Linked DNA regions of Sus scrofa: regions 1 and 2 are each linked to region 3. A link is a contact called in public HiChIP or PLAC-seq and promoter capture Hi-C data. All regions are on one chromosome and are shown on one strand. Each heading gives the region's core, a stretch centred on a gene start, on an enhancer-like site or on the middle of the called end of the contact. The rest is flanking DNA. Distances are from core to core; before and after follow the strand shown.

Region 1 (3,014 bases), core at 190-2,689, 170 kb after region 3:
GGATTTTTTTAGTGAGAAAAAACCAAATATGCCTTGTGGATAAAACAGACCTGCCTGATATTTATTTCTCACTACTTTCATTTCTCCCAAAGCTGACTGCTTTTATAAAGAACGAAAAAAATTCATTTGAGACATCTATTTGTAAGGATGAAAGAGGTACCACCGGAACTTAAAAACTCATGTTATTCTATGCAAGGCAGTCAACACCACATGTTGAAGATCACTAACAATCTGTAGAAACAACCAAAACGATTTTGTTCTTTGTTACAGCAAAGCAACAACAAAAGATAGTGTTTGTAAAAGGAAGAGATCTTCAGAAGTACAGAAGGGAGGCCCCCAGATTGGAACTATGTTTCCAGCCATCGCCAGTGAAGACGACTGACATCTTGTCACGGAAAAGCTCCACCTTCTAAGAGAAAGGAAAGCATCCAAAAAAAGGTGGGTAGGACATCCCGTCTCAATCCTGCCTCTCTGCACCTTCTCAGAGAAGCTGGGGAGGCAGCACAGAGCGCTCTCTCCACAGACTGCAGTATATCCATCCATAGGGGAAACTCTTTGGCAACATCGGCCTACAGTGACACCAAGACCAATGGTTGGTTACCTTGAGCAAGGAGTGGAGTGGGCATCACAGCAAAGGCGCAAAGTGATGGAAACTTCCTATGTCTGGAATGGGGAGAGGGAGAGAGAGATGCCTACTTACTTTTTTGTTAAAAACTCATCAAATAGCTAAAGTTTGAGATTTAGTTTGTAAATGATATCCAGGGTCAGTGAAAAACAAAACAAAAAACAACAGCGCGTGGTCTTCAGGAATGCCAACTGCAGGGATGGGATGGCCCCAAGCTCCAGAACGGTTGTGCCCAGCATTTACAGGGCAGCTCGCACTGAGACCAGCTCCTATCAAGAAATTCTCAGCCTGTTTCCACCTTATTAGAGAAGATAAACTGAGAAATGAGAATTCGGTGTAGCTCAAATGTAAGGATGAAAGATGTACACCGGCACTTAAAAAACTCGTGTTATTCTACACAAGGCAATCAACACCACATGTTGGAGATCTGTAGAAATAACCGAAAAGATGCTTTTCTTTGTTAAAGCAAAGCCACAGGAAAAGATATTGTTTGTAAAAGGAAGGGGCTCGCACGGATCTGTGAATTCGGGCTGTGAGTTCACAGCCCACAGTTTTAACCACTGCGCGATGCTGCTGGTCCTTAAAGCTGGATAAATATGTATTGAATGAATAATTCCTGCTACAGACCTTAAGGCTCACAAAAGGCCCACCCAGAAACGGTAACTTCCAGCTACCTGCCGAGAATCGACCGCTACCCCACGGTAGGGTCGGGATTCCGAGCCTAAAGTCTGGCGCGGCGGGGGGGCGGAGTTTCGCCGCCGGGAGGTGGAGTCGACTTTTCTCAATTTGGCAAGCTTGTACCTCTTCTCTTGCCGTAGTGCCCGAAACCGGAAGCTCGCCTAAGGCGTGCTTTACATTTCCGGGCGAAAGCTGGATTTTTTTGGTACCATGTGGGAGCACTTGTGAAGATTCGCAGGCTTCTAAATCCTGCCCGAAGTCGAGCTCCAGGTGAGCAAGAGTTGTGGGTCTGGGCGGCATCGCGGGTTTTCGAGTCTCCGCGGATTCGGGGCTGAGACACGCGTGGCGCGGCCGCTGAGGCTGTACTTCAGCTGTTAACGCTGTTGCTGTAGTGTCCGCGACCGCGCTGCGTGCGGAGGAAAGTTGCTATTTGCGGTTAAGCCACCTTAAGATTTTGTGGACGCTTCTCACGGTGGTTATGTTTCTTAGCCTGCGTTTTTTAGAAGTCCTCTGGCGTGAAAGATGACGTCCTTAGCCCAGCAGCTCCAGAGACTCGCTCTCCCTCAAAGTGATCCCAGTCTCTTATCCAGAGATGAAGTTGCCTCTTTGTTGTTTGACCCCAAGGAAGCGGCCACCGTCGACAGGGACACGGCCTTTGCCATTGGTGAGCTACCCTTTAAATTAAAAAAACTCTGGGAAGCTTGCGTCCTGGGTGTTGCTGTATTTTCTTGTTTTCTGACCCGCCCTCTTCCTTAGCGGCTTCTAACTTGCTAACTTGACTTAATTTTATTAAAGGAAAGAAAATAGCAGTCACTTGTTAAGATGTCTTAAGTGTGTCTATAGGCAGCGGAACTTGAATTCCACAGATAAAGTTAAGGAGTAGAGAGGAAGAACAGCTAAAAGTGGCTGGAGGTTAGGGGAGGTGTCTTCCCCGGATTAGTCAGGTTATAATATTGAAATTGTATTGAGGAAAAAAAGAAGGCCCCCTGCCAGGGGTACTTTCTATTTTCCTGATTCATGAGGATGGAACTTATTTTCTTTGTTGGAAACTAGAAACCTGTGTTTGGGACTGTATTACAGATTACATGTGCTAAAAGAATTCACATTTTTAGGGATAAGTAAAACAGTAAAAGAAGAGTAAGACGAGTTTGCTTGCAAAGATTTGTTAATTTAACTGGCCTTTTCCTAGGATGCACTGGCCTGGAAGAGCTGCTTGGAATTGATCCTTCCTTTGAACAGTTTGAAGCACCGTTGTTCAGCCAGCTAGCAAAAACCTTGGAGCGCAGCGTTCAGACCAAAACAGTGAACAAACAGCTGGATGAAAACATTTCATTATTTCTTATTCACTTGTCCCCTTACTTCCTGCTGAAGCCAGCACAGAAGTGTCTGGAGTGGTTGATTCACAGGTAGCAAATGGAATTACAAAAGTAATTATGGGCTGCTAACATTGATCTCTTTTAAAAATCAAGTAGCGAGAACATTTATCAATTTAAAGTTGAAAAATTAGGTGTATCAGGAGGTTAACATGATTTGTATTGGGTGAGATAAGCATGCCCTTCTATTATTGAACTCATTTTTACCAATAGTGAAAAGTAGAACTATTAAAGATCTTGGGTATGTAGTCTAACCTCATTAGTTCTAAGGAGTTCATGTCAGTTTGCTGTTCTAAATTGTCACTGCATATTTGGAACAAAGGTTATTAGTAAAATTT
Region 2 (3,042 bases), core at 430-2,929, 240 kb after region 3:
TATTTTTGTTTCAAGTCTGTAGCTGAAGGTGCTAACCCCGGAAATTACCAGTTCATCATTATACAGGGATATGCAGGTATTTAATCTATAAAATTATTTTCTAATAACATTCAAATAAGGCATCTCTGTGATGAAGACCAGAACTGAAAGTATAACCTGACCATCCATTCCTCCTGGCTTGAGCCAAGATTACACTTCAGTAACCCTTGACAGGCAGCATTTAGGAAAAGGAGAAAGAGAAAAACAAAAACAAAAACAAAACAGCTTTGGAGGAATTCCCACTGTGGCTCAGTGGTAATGAACCCAACTAGTATCCATGAGGATATAGGTTCCATCCACGGCCTCACTCAGTGGGTTAAGCATCCGGCGTTGCCATGAGCTGTGGTGTAGGTCACAGACATGGCTTGGATCTGGTGTGGCTGTGGCTGTGGTGTAGGCCGGCAGCTGCAGCTCCAATTCAACTCCTAGTCTGGGAACTTCCATGTGCTCAGAGTGCAGCCCTAAAAAGACAAAAACAAAACAAAACAAAAAAACAAAAAAAAAAACAACTTTGGAGAAAGTCAGTCTACAATATGAAGTTTTTAACCTTGGATGCACAACATCATTTTAAATGTCCTGCTGACTTCAAATCCAGCAAGTTTTCCTTTTTAAACCTACTATGACTAAAGGCTATTTTTTCTAAAACAGACATTGCTTTATATGGCGGTTGTACCTCATTCTTACACAATGGCATTAACCCCTAGGGAAAAAAAAGGGCTGCAGCTACAAAGCAAACAACAGAAACCTGAACCCACTTACTTACACTAATAGGACTGGTTGAAGGCCTTACTTGAAGGATTCTTACCAAGAATCTCCTAGAGGGTTACCAAAAAAAAGCAACTCCATCTCAGACTTAAGTTCAGCTTCAGACACATGGAAATGAAACATCTCTAAAGATTCTCACACTACATGAAACTAAAACAAGTTTGTTACTTCCCAGGAAATACACTGAAATTTCCAGCAATTACATTCAGGGTGCCTGGAACAAGACTGCTAATTTTTTTCATTCTCCACCTCACTAGTTTTTGACATTCTCTGCTCAGGTACCACGAGGTATTTGAGGGGCAGGGAGAAAAGCTGAGATGTTAACTTCTCACAAACAGGTCTAATTTTAAAAGAAAAATTAAAACTTGTAGAGTAAGAAATCCATTTTCCTTTGAAAATTATGTCTTGGGATGTTCTGAACCTTCCCACCACCACCACAGCCAAGTTCCCTCCATCTGTATGCCCATGCTCTCCATTCATAACATATGACCCTCGAACAACACAGGTTTGAACTGTGCGGGTCTGAATCCACTCACGCTTGGATTTTTTTTTTTTTTCTTCCAGTAAACACGCACTATCTGATGCGCAGTTGGCTGACTCCCCAGATGCAGAAAGGCGTGTTCTGGGGCAATCTGACTTGAGCATCCAGGGGCTCCAAGGGCTGTATCTGTTGGACAGGGCCCACCAGAGTCCCTATCACATGGCAGATACACCACTTAACATTTACTGAATTTTACTCTTGCCCTCCCCACCCCAGCAATGGATAATTACTATCCAAATGGATTTGTTCTCAACCCTGGCACAGGCAAAAAGTTTATAGAAATCAGTTACCGGGTTGTAGATGACATTTTGCAGATTATTTAAGGACAACGTCATTCTTTTCCACCTTTTTGTTGACCGGGGTCTCTCTTCTGGGTATGGCCTAAGATTTTAAACAGGTTTCATTTAAAGAATTTCCAGATTGAAACTGAGGCACTTGCCCTGTGTAAAATCAAAATAAGAGGGAAAGAAAAATAAGTGTGCATTATTTTTCTTCACAACTTTTTAAAATATATAAATTATTTTACTAATATTTACCAAATAACCAGATGGTATTACAATCAAAGATCTGACTGAAATTCTTATCCCATGTATTTTACTAAATAATTTTGCATTATAATTCCAGGAAATACTGATTTTAAAAGTACATCAGTAGAAAATTTCTAACTTGAAAATTTTATTAAAAATACTTATTGTTGAGAGTTCCCACTGTGGCTCAGCGGGTTAAGAACATGACTAGTACCCAAAAGGATGTGGGTTCTATCCCTGCCTCGATGAGTGGGTTAAGATCACAGCGTAGGTCGCATATGCAGCTGTGGCATAGGCTGGCAGCTACAACTCTGGTTCAACTCTTAGCCTGGGAACTTCCATATACTGCAGGTACAGCCCTAAAAAAGAAACAAACAAACAAACAAACAAAAACTTATTAAGAATACTAGAAGTTCCCTGGTGGTGCAGTGGGTTAAGGACCTGGCGGTCACTGCTGTGACATGAGTTTAATCCCTGGTCCAAGAACTTCTGCATGCCACAGGTACAGACCAAAACAAACAAAAAACAAAAAACCTAAAACAAAATAATAGCAAATACTCCTATACAACTATCAGAGAGGTTCATTTAACTTTTCTTACCTGTAAAATAAGAATAATAATAGCATTCACCTCATAGGTTTGTTCTGAGGGTTTACATTACTTAATAAAACATTGGAACAGTACATGCTAAGTTTTATCTACTGTTATTTAGTAGAAGGGGTTGCTTTACCTCCTCCAAATTAAACAAGTCAAAAGAAAAAAAATTCGATGCCTCAAATATTAATGAGATAGTTTTCCCTGTAGCAAAAAAAAAGTATCCATCAGTACTACATTTAAACCACGGAAGACTCGATGACTAAGCAGAACTAAGAGAGAAACGAAACTAAAGCTTCCAACATTTTCCTTCCACCAATTCTGTCATCAAAGTTCAATACACACTGACCAAATCTATTACTTTGCCTCTGTTAAGAAAAAACTGAATCTCCAACACTGGATGTAACATAAGCTGAGTAACCGGTTAAGCCATGTTACACAGCAAGAGAGATTTTGCAGGTGTAATTAAAGGATACCAACCAGCTGATGTCGATAGGGATTGTCCTGGATTATCCGGTGGACCCAATGTAATTACACAAGCCCTTAATAAAGAAAGAAGCCAGAGAAGTGTGATAGA
Region 3 (2,986 bases), core at 46-2,545:
ACTAGCTGACCTGTGAAAAATTTCCCTCTGAGTTATGAATTCAGTCTTCACCCTCCTCCCTGAGCTGAACAACCTCACCTGTCATCGCTGTTGTTCTGTCCGTATTACTGATTCTCTTGTTTCTTCATTTCCTACTTCATGCCCCAGATGTTTTTATGGGTGTATTTGTCCACAAATTATAAGGAGGGACGACATTAAAGACCCAGGGCTCACTTTAAAGCTGAAAATACATTTAGCTCCTGTGCTAAACTAGTTTTTTTGTTTTTTGGTTTTTTTCCTTCTTGTTGATGCCAGAGTCACCAACATTAGTATCACTGGGACTGTTAACTCCTCAAACCCACCGAGTACCTGCTCATCTATTTTAAAACAGTGATTCTAGCACACCTGAGTTTACAGAACGCCTGCTCTAACCCCGAAGCGGAAAATAAAAGTTTAACGCAGTTTTAAATAGTTCTCTTCTCTCTCAGCATTTGAACTTCCTTTGGCTTAGGTGCTCAATAAATACATGTTGAGTAAACACGTTCAATCATGCAAAACTTCGCTAGCGCCCTGCTGGAATATGCCATACCAAACTGCAAAGTTTAGTTAACGTTCAGAATGTGCTTCGGGGATTGATGGTTTGAAGGCGGGTTGGTGGGGGAAGTAAAGAACCTACACAGCAACAAAAACCGGGACCTCCAGGATCCTGCGCAAGTTCAAAGGCACCGCCCGCCACGGGGAAACCCAACCAGGTATCTCCAGACGGAGTCTAGAATCACCCCCAGGGACAGGAGACTACAGTGGAGCGAGGCACAGAAAGCGGAGCGCGGGTCTCACTCACCGGCCTGTGGCAGGTCCTGGAGCGCGGGGGACATGCTGCCGAGTCTGCTCCCAGTTGGGCAGGGGACGAGGCGGCAAAGACGCGCTCTCCAAACGAAGCGGCCCAGAGCCACGCCAGCTAGTGCGGGGCGAGCGGTTCACGGGCGGTCCGGGCTGCGGGGCACACTGAGGGGCCTCCCCGCATCTGCCGCCCGCCGCAGGGCCTCCGTCTGGCCTGAGCGCGGCGTGGCAATAACAGCAGACCCCGACCCAAACCACTACCACAGCACGCGCTTCCTCGCCAGCCGGCCGGTCGTATGCAAGGGTCTGACGGCCAGAGGCCGGGTCGCCGGGAGGGAGGCGAGTGGACCGAATATGAGGATTACGTGGCCGGCGAGGCGTACGACCAGGACTCACAGCCCCCGAGGCTTTGGGGCAACTCGGAGGACTGTTAGCTTCTGCGCTCCATCCAGCCTCAGCATGGGAGATCCCGTCCCCGCATGGTAGGTCCCGCCCTCTCAGAACTGTGATTGGTCTGTAGGAGCTCCTCGCCTCTGTATTGGCCAATCGATCTCAACCAATCACCTGAGGCCTCGCCCCAGGGCTCTCTGGGAGATGTAGTGCTGGCGTCTCAGGTGCTCAGCTGAGGATTTGAGCTTCTCAGCCCAGCGTCAGGAAGTGCAGCCACAGGGGGTCTCTCCAAGTTTAAATCGTGGGGCAAACTTGACGTGACCCCAGTGTGTCGTATGATGTCAAGAGCCTGGTACTGGGAGTCTAGAAGGCCAGGTACTGGTCATGCATTTACTGTTTACTGGCACTGGGCAAGGTACTTAAATCTCTTGGTCGCCATTCTACACTTTACAAAACAGGAAATGATAGGGCGGTGAAAATTACTTTTTCCTAAGGTTGAGTGGGGATTAAATGAGATAGTATGAACCCCTGTGAAAACTCTTATGTACATGCATGCCTCTTTTTTTGTTCCTTTTTGGCAGCACCTGCTGCCTATGGAACTTCCCAGGCCAGAAAACCTGCCTCACCGCAGTAACTGGAGCCACTAACCTGTTGAGCCAGAGGGAACTCCCAGATATGCATTTTAATTGTCATTTATTGGCAGTAAACATTATTATGTGGCAGGCTGTGGACTACTCACTAGGAATGAAAAGAGGGGCACGCTATATCACACCCCCACCTCTGTTTTAAGAGGAGAAACTCACAGTCTGGCTAAGGCTAATAATTGAATAGGAAAAAAAAAAAGAACCACATGCAGTGTGCCAAAGGAGCTCAGTTCTCCAAGGGAGTTAGGGGACATTTCAAAGAAGAGGCTGGGTTCTGAAGGAAAAGTGTGTGCCAGATAAGGCCATTCCAGTTGGGAGAAACTCCCTGGGTAGAACATGACACTTAAGAGAATTTGAAAGTAGAGGACCGCTGTGTAAGGCTGAGCATGCTAGAAGGAAAAGCAAATGAATCAAAAAACGAAAATAGAGACAAAATTATGATACTTATGAAGCTTCAAAAAAAAACCCCACAAATTTGCTTGCCATTCTCCTTTTACTTTACTGTATGTATACTTCCTTTTTTTTTTTGGCTGCACCCACGGCATGTGGAAGTTGCTGGGCCAGGAATCCAACCCACGCCACAGCAGTGACCCAAACCACTACAGTGAACACTGGATCCTTAACCTGCTACACCACGGGAGAACACCTACACCTCTTTTTAAAAATCTATAAAATTATAATAATGGTTATAGCATCTTTATCAAAGACATACCTGGAGGGAAGGAAATGGAGTGAGTGAAGAGAGAATGAAACAGAAGTGTGGGAGGAGGGAGTTCCCGTTGTGGCTCACAGGTTAAGAACCTGACTAGTATCCATGAGGATGTGAGTTTGATCTCTGGCCTTGTTCAGTGGGTTAAGGATCTGGAGTTGCCTTAAGCCACGGCATGGTTTGCAGATGCAGCTTGGATCCAGTGTTGCTATAGCTATGGTGTAGGTGGCAGTTGCATCTCCAGCTCCAATTTGACCCCTAGCCTGGGAACTTCCATATGCCACAAATGTGACTCTAAAAATAAAATAAAAAATAAAATAGAAGTGTGGGGAAAGGGATATCCCTGAATAGCTGAGATCTTATTAAGATTGTAAGTGCTAGTTTTAAATTTTTCACCTATCTCTCAAAGTCTGTTGATGTCTCT

Evidence for each region. Promoter capture Hi-C pulls out the DNA fragments that hold promoters and counts their contacts. HiChIP or PLAC-seq counts read pairs in DNA pulled down with a chosen protein or histone mark.
Region 1: an H3K27ac HiChIP or PLAC-seq map of alveolar macrophages shows a contact between it and region 3. The contact joins the promoter of HEATR1 here to the promoter of MTR in region 3. A contact is called at or near these places in 2 of 5 promoter capture datasets (fetal skeletal muscle and liver), 5 of 47 Hi-C or Micro-C datasets (brain, heart right ventricle, liver and 1 more) and 1 of 2 datasets of contacts at active chromatin or transcription factors (alveolar macrophages).
Region 2: a promoter capture Hi-C map of liver shows a contact between it and region 3, with 4 times the contacts expected there. The contact joins the promoter of LGALS8 here to the promoter of MTR in region 3. A contact is called at or near these places in 1 of 5 promoter capture datasets (liver), 1 of 47 Hi-C or Micro-C datasets (liver) and 1 of 2 datasets of contacts at active chromatin or transcription factors (alveolar macrophages).

Annotation. Positions count from the first base shown.
Region 1 is chr14:54,819,634-54,822,647 of Sscrofa11.1, forward strand. HEATR1 (HEAT repeat-containing protein 1) reads left to right here and starts at 1,440. Exons shown (of 46, transcript XM_021073757.1): 1 at 1,440-1,573; 2 at 1,793-1,967; 3 at 2,493-2,709. The coding sequence starts at 1,826.
Region 2 is chr14:54,887,392-54,890,433 of Sscrofa11.1, forward strand. It overlaps LGALS8 (galectin 8), which reads right to left and starts at 1,680. Exons shown (of 9, transcript NM_001142827.1): 1 at 1,636-1,680. The coding sequence starts at 1,680.
Region 3 is chr14:54,651,485-54,654,470 of Sscrofa11.1, forward strand. It overlaps MTR (methionine synthase), which reads right to left and starts at 1,296. Exons shown (of 33, transcript XM_021073435.1): 1 at 821-1,296. The coding sequence starts at 854.